Linked DNA regions of Xenopus laevis: region 1 is linked to region 2. The links are chromatin contacts, called in public Hi-C maps. All regions are on one chromosome and are shown on one strand. Each heading gives the region's core, a stretch centred on a gene start, on an enhancer-like site or on the middle of the called end of the contact. The rest is flanking DNA. Distances are from core to core; before and after follow the strand shown.

Region 1 (3,456 bases), core at 738-3,237, 140 kb after region 2:
TGGCAGATTTAAACACCAGAGGCAAGAACATTAATCTTTAAAGGGGTTGTTCACCTTCAAACACTTTTTTCAGTTTAGCTGGTTTCAGATTGATCACCAGAAATAAAGACTTTTTCCAATTACTTTCTATTTTCTATGTGTGACTGATTTTCTAATATATTTCTAAGTGTAAAGTACCCTTTTTGACCTTCTTAAGCAGCTCTGGGAGAGGGGATCGCCAACTCTTTAGGGTTGGGGCAAACGAGCAGATTCGGGGAGATTAGTTGCCAGGCGACAAATCTCCTATTTTTGGGGCAACTAATCTCCCTTATCTGCCTTCCCCTGCCTTCCGCTGGCTAAAATAAAAATCGCCTGGGGGCAGGCACTCATTCCGAAGTCGCCCGTAATTGCCTCACGAGGAAACTTTGGGCAACTTCGGAAAACTAAGCGCTCCAAGTGCCTGCCCCAAGGCGATTTTCATTTTAGCCGGCGGAAGGTAGAGAAAGGCAGATCGGGGAGATTAGTTCCCCCGAAGAAGAGGAGATTTGTCGCCTGGCAACTAATCTCCCCAAATCTGCCCATGTGCCCCGACTATTAACTGTTCTAAATTGATACATTTAGTTGATATATTTGTTATCTTTGTCCCTGCTGAGCACAATCCCTGAGCTTCATTAAAGGCAGCTGATAGAATTGATACAATAGTTGCTAATATTCCACAGATTCTGTAGAGAAATGTATCAACTAAATGTATCAATTAAATGTAGCAAATTGTAACAGTTTAGATGCTCCTGGATCACAGAGCACCCAGACTGGGACGCTAGAGACAGGAACTTTGAACTTACATTTTGGGAAAACTGTAAAAAACAAATGATGGAAAGCAATTGAAAAATATCTTTGTTTAAGGTGAACAAAATGAAAACAACTCAACTATATATCTAACTAATTATTTATCCATCTCTATATCTATGTATATACGTATGTCTAAAAATCATTTAGAGAAAGGTCTGCACTCCAAGGGATTATAACGTCACAAGGGTAATTAGTGGCCAGCTGCCAATAAACAACTTTGTGAAGACTTTGGTTGATGGCACACTGGGCACTTTGCTGCCAGTGGAAAATCATTCAGCCCATAGGCACCAAATTGCCTGAAATATCTTTCCATTGTGTGTGAACAGAAATCAAACACTTCAGTTGCACAATCCCATGAAAATGCCTATGTACGAAATTCTAAGTAATTACGCTATTGAGGTGTTTCACACACACTTTGCCATCTATGGGGACAGTGATTTCCCATAGGCGACAAGGTGCTCCTGGTGTGATTACCTGTGAGCCCTGGGACTACTGACTTTTTTTCTACAAAATTTGGATAACTTCAGAATATTTGATTTACTGCCATGAGCACTGGAATGCATCATAATATTTAGTACTATTATAAATATTTAGAGTTGTGGGAGTGTGTGACAAGCCAAATTGATAATGGCACAAGTAGTGTTTGATTGCAATAAATACAGCTTATTATTACCTACTACAATTAAAAGCTGCCAATTTTTTTGCCGATATTGGGTAATTTGGTAACTGTTAGTTACTCATATTTTACAAGAAACCATGAAGTTATATCTAATGCCACAGCTATGTGTTTACTTTGGCGATGGTAGTAAGTTGGCAGTTGCAACACCAATTTACTCATGGAGATGGCACTTAGAACAAACAAATCTTTAGTTGTCCAACATGGGCAGATTTAAGCTGCTGATTTAGCCAAGTTGGCAACTTATCTACCTTTTGTGTGAGATCCTCTCACATGCTTGTCCTACTGATATCAGTCCAGTGGCACACACTGTGTATGCTCCTGGTCGATACCAGCTTTCTGTCTATGCTGCAGGCAAGGTATCAGCCATCAGAGCTGGCTTTAATATTAAATTTTTAGAGTTTGTGCCCCTTGGGCTAAGAGCATGCTATGTGGGCGATCTGCTTTTCTATGCTTTTTGCTGCAGTGGTCAGAGGCAGCACCCATGGCTTCAGCAGCAGCAGGTCTGGGTCAACGAGCCCACATGGCCGGGGCCCACTGGGTTTTTTCCTGTTGTCCTGCCGGCCTGGGACCCTGTTTCTCCCTGGCTGATGCTGAGCCTGTTAGCATGCAAACAAGATTGGTATTGAATGGGATCCTTACAGGATCTTAACTCCTGTACTTAAATAAAACTAGGGGGCAGATTTAGCAAGGGTCAAATTTCGAGGGTTAAAAAACCCTCAAATTCGACCCTCAAAGTAAAATCCTTTCAAATTCAAATATCAAATTCGAAGGATTTTAAAGCAAAAGTGTAGATTGAACAATCTAATAAAAATCGTTCGATTGAACGAAAAATCCTTCGAATTTAACGATTTTAAGTGATCGATCTAATGATTTTTACTCGATGAAAAAAAAAAAAAAACGTACAAAAGTGCTCTGGAAGGTCCCCATAGGCTAACATGGCACTTCGGTAGCTTTAATCTGGTGAAGTATGAAGTTTTTTTTAAAGAGACAGTACTTCGATTATCGAATGGTCGAACGATTTTTACTTCGAATCGTTTGAATCATTCGATTCGATAGAATTCGATCGAATTTGACCAATTCGATGGCCGAAGTACCCAAAAAAATACTTTGAAATTTGAATATTTTTGCATTCGAATTATTGACTCGAGCTTAGTAAATCTGCCCCTAGGTGTACTGAATTAATCTTGGTTTTAAAGCATTATTATATTTTGCTTTTTTTATACATAAAAAGCAATCACTAAAAATCCACTTTTATACTTCTCACCTCCTAATGTTCCTTCACAGTTTTTAGCCTGCATATGTGTATGTTATACTTGGGGAACATCAAAAGGCAAAATGCTAGACCACCGAATCAAAAAGGCTGTGAAGCACTGTCCTGCCAGACATTTATTGATTCCTTCCCCGTGGGCATGCATTTCACACAACACAATTAAACCTATTGTTCGAACATTGTTTGCTTTGATCAGCATTGTTGTTACAAAATACCATGTTTAAATACACCAGTAGTGAGCACACTGCAGGGGGAAAGGTGGAAAAAAAACTATAGTTTAAAAAAAATGTGGTTTGCTACTTGTAAATGCATTTTATTTCTTGCTTTGTACTAAGAACAAAATATATAAAACAAATATTTTTAATAGAACATTTGTTTTAAATCTGCTTCTATTGTATCTTCTTTTGTTAGCCAGAGAGATTCTAAATGACCTTTATAATCTTCAGTGTGTGTGTGTGTTGGCTGAAGGCCAGATACTGTGTTTGTCAGTGTCCATCCTAAAAGTATTCTCTAGGTTTTGCCATCAAATCATATATGTAACATATATCATGCTAAATTGCCCTTTTGTGGCTATCTTTAGAAACTAACAATTCTTAAGAATAAAGCTCCTTTATTTTGATCAATGTGGCCCATTACTGTGAAACATGTGGCTACACAGAAGTAATTATTATCTCAAGCC
Region 2 (3,680 bases), core at 1,103-3,602:
AGATATTGCTTTGGGATTGTTCATTATATCATTGGATTGTTGTCTGTTTTTTTTTTCAAATCATAAAGGCGCATTATCTTGTGCTTTCATTAAAGAAATATTAGTTTCACTGGCTTCCAGGGCTCAGTATAGAAATGCCCACATTACTTTATCCTACTCCACTTGCTCAGTATTATGGAAGATCACCTACTAAACCTGAGCAACCAGAGGCAGCTGTGAATCAGCCTACATGGGTAAGTTACATGGTTTTTATACAGTTGTGACTGTAGAACTATTGTTTTCAGAACGAAAACACACCATTTAAAAGTACATTCATTAAAATTTCTTTAAAAACTGTACTTTTAAGTAACTTTGAGTAATTCAAACTTCAGCATTGATCCCACAAAAAATTGCTTTAAATTGTATAAATATTTTTTGTTAAAATATCGGTATCTAATCTGTTCTTTCTGTGAATACATTTAACATTTCACAAAAGTGGGGGAAAAAGAAGTTGCTCAGTTAATCTGTCTGTCTCTTCTAGTGTGCTGAACTTTGAAAGATGGTAACAATTTTTGTTTCAGTCACTAAGGCATAGATTATTCTGGGTGTTTTGTAACGCCTTACCCTGCGTGTAATATAGAGAATTTTCCTAATACATTCCTCACATATTTTTTTTCCTATTGATAATGCTATTGATACATTTTCTTAAATTATTAGAATTGCATTTATGAGATCTGAAACCACTCACACCTTCAGTTAGGCTGTAATCTGAAGTATCATTGTAAATCCAGAGTAGGGCTGCCACCTGGCCGGTATTTTACTGGCCTGGCCGGTAAAAATTATGGTTGATCTTAATATTATTAATAGGAAAAAAGATAAATATACAGGAAGGCCAGTATTTTTTCCAGAAAAGGTGGCAACCCTAATCCAGAGTAGTAGATGTGCTATATGTTTCTGCTTTAGGTGCCTTGAGTTTAACTTGTAAACTCTTTCACAGCATAGTTTCACTGTCAGTAGCATTAATCACACCTTCCTGGAAAAATCTATGTGTATGCTCTGTCTATATAAAGGCAGAGCGTAAAAGATGTATTTTCATTGTTATTGCTACTGTTTATTGCTCATCTTCTATTCAAGCCCTCTCTTATTCATATTCCAGTCTCTTATTCAAATCAATGTATGTTTGCAATGTTAATTTGGATAACTCCACAAATTATAATAATAAAAAAGAAAACCCATAGCAAATTGTCTAAAAGTTAACTCAATTGGCGAACATCCCCTTTAAGGCAAAATTATAAAAAGCATGCAAAGAAAGATGTTATGATAGGTAAGTTTATTTCTAATCAGGCCTGGATTTGTGGAAAGGCCACCAAGGCCCGGGCCTAGGGTGGCAGGATTCTAGGGGGAGACATGCTGCCCAACCTTACCCACATTGGTTCAAAAGCACTGTTGATGTGCAGGAGATACAATAGTTTTTTAAACATTCTGTGCGCTAATCCCCATTTCTCCAAATATGTGCGCGCATAAAGGGGAGGGGATGGGGGCAACGAATGACAGCAGGCCTAGGGGTGCCCGCTATGTAAATCCGCCCCTGTTTCTAATGTCAGTATCTCTTTTAGTTGCTTAGTTAACTCTGAAAGGAAAATAGAATGGAACACGTGTACATCTATAACAGGTTAATCCAAGGTGTGCAATGTAAACAATCTTTTCATCTGCTTTATATGCAATGTTGATAAAGGATGTTTCGCTCATAATTCACACAGAGCAAAAAGTAAAGGAAAGTAGGGAAGCAAAAGAAAGCACACCAGGGAGAAGAATCAAAAGAAGAATTAAATAAAGACATTGGAGCAGAAATAAATAAAGACTTTGAAAAAATGAAATGTGTACTGGTGAGGCACAGTATAGTCTCTACTTAGGCCCTCAGAAATCTCCTTTAAACCCTCACCAAGGACAAGCAGGAAAGGATCCTATCGCACCACAAGTTCAGAGATACAAAAAGATGAACAACAGTGAGGTGGAGTGTTAATGGTCTTCTATGCCGATAGAAATAAAGTATTATGTCTACATTGGAAATATTATATCTACATTGCCCCCCTCCCTGCCTCCCCCTGCTAAGTGTTACCCCAGAATTGTGTCCCCTGTAGAAATACTGACCGCACATTTAGAGTCAGCGCAGTGGAGCTCACGGGCCCCACCTTATGGCACTTTGGTAATCTTCGGTCGTCTTCCTTGCCTTCTGCAATTTCCGGCACTTACGCACATGCACAGTTTTTGGGAACCGGAAGGTTGCTCCAACTGCAAGGCGATCACTTTACGAAGCACTAAAGCGCCGAAGATGTCGCCCGAGAGCTCCGCTGCGCTGACTCTGCATGTGCAGTCAGTGATCCTAAAGGGGGCACAATTCTGGGGTAACACTGAGCAGGGGGAGGCAGAAAGGAGGGGCAGCAGAAGGGGGTCAGTGGGGACTTTTGAGCGTGGGGGGTTTAGTTCTCCTTTAAAGTGGCATTCATCCTATTTCATGTATTTTCAACTTTGTCTTTCTGTTCTGCATCTCTCTTTAAATTGAAATGCTGGCTGCTTGGGGTATTGTTGACCCTCTGCTGTGTACACTGATGCCATAACTTGCTTGTGTATGCAAGTGAACATTTTTGAGGAAGCATTGCAGCAAGGTATTTTCCATGTGCAGGAAAATATAAAGTGAGTTGTACGGGCTCATTTATGAACACAAGTATGTTTGCTTGTGATTCACAGGAAAATATGTGAAATGAGCAATATTTAACAGTATGCATATGCAAATTTGGTTTGATTCTTGATTTGAGGGACGAAATCAAAATCTTTTTATATTCTGCTGTCATGGAGGGTATAATCACTGATGATACTTATAACTTATTATTTCGTGAGGAAGCCAAGATCCCTAACATTTATTTTCTACCGAAAATACACAAGTCCCTGTCAAAACCTCCTGGGCGCCCCATAGTGAGTAATGTGGGCTCTTTACTACAGCCATTAGCTATCTATGTTGATATTGCTTTACAGGAAATTACCCCCACTTTAAAATATTGTGTACAAGATACAGGGGAATTTTTACTAAGATTGGGAGAAATTGCTTTACCTACGGAGGATTTCCTCCTGTGCTCGATTGATGTCTGTGACCTATTTACGTCTATCCCACATGATGAGGGTATAGAATGTGTTCGTTCATACCCCGGTAATACAAAAACACCAACACACCAGATCACTTTTTTATGCACATTATTGGAGATAGCACTTACGAAAAACTTTTTTTCCTTCAACACAGATTTCTTTTTACAAACACAAGGCTGCAACATGGGAGCTAATATGTCACCGGTTTATGCAAATATCTTTATGGATTTTTTTGAGAATACATTCATTTTCTCTAACCCTGAATACTCAGCACATATCATTACTTATATGCGCTATGTAGATAGCACGTTTTTCCTTTGGAAAGGTGGTAAAGAAAAACTTTTGGATTTCCTTAATTATCTTAATAGGGTGCATAGCACTATCAAGTTTACTTTAGAATACCACTCCTCCAATATACATTTTCTTGATGTAGATATTCATCAATCTGACTGACACAGGTTTCAGTACATCAGTCTTTATACAGCCCACAGATCGTAATAATCTTTTAAGCTCTACATCCTTTCATGCCCCAGGTCTGTTCAGTGGTTTACCAAAAAGCC

Evidence for each region. Hi-C and Micro-C count contacts between places; a contact is called where the count stands out from the background.
Region 1: a Hi-C map of the XL177 cell line shows a contact between it and region 2, with 2.6 times the contacts expected there. The contact joins two enhancer-like sites. A contact is called at or near these places in 2 of 4 Hi-C or Micro-C datasets (the XL177 cell line and the XTC cell line).

The regions. Positions count from the first base shown.
Region 1 is chr2L:65,150,779-65,154,234 of Xenopus_laevis_v10.1, forward strand. No RefSeq gene overlaps it. Among protein-coding and RNA genes, the nearest start is that of tmem167b.L, 16 kb to the right of the region's middle. Within about 2 kb of position 1,988, at least 1 of the 7 cell types and tissues checked has an H3K27ac peak or open chromatin away from gene starts, as enhancers often do.
Region 2 is chr2L:65,012,204-65,015,883 of Xenopus_laevis_v10.1, forward strand. It overlaps the pseudogene LOC108707490. Among protein-coding and RNA genes, the nearest start is that of dynll2.L, 22 kb to the left of the region's middle. Within about 2 kb of position 2,353, at least 1 of the 7 cell types and tissues checked has an H3K27ac peak or open chromatin away from gene starts, as enhancers often do.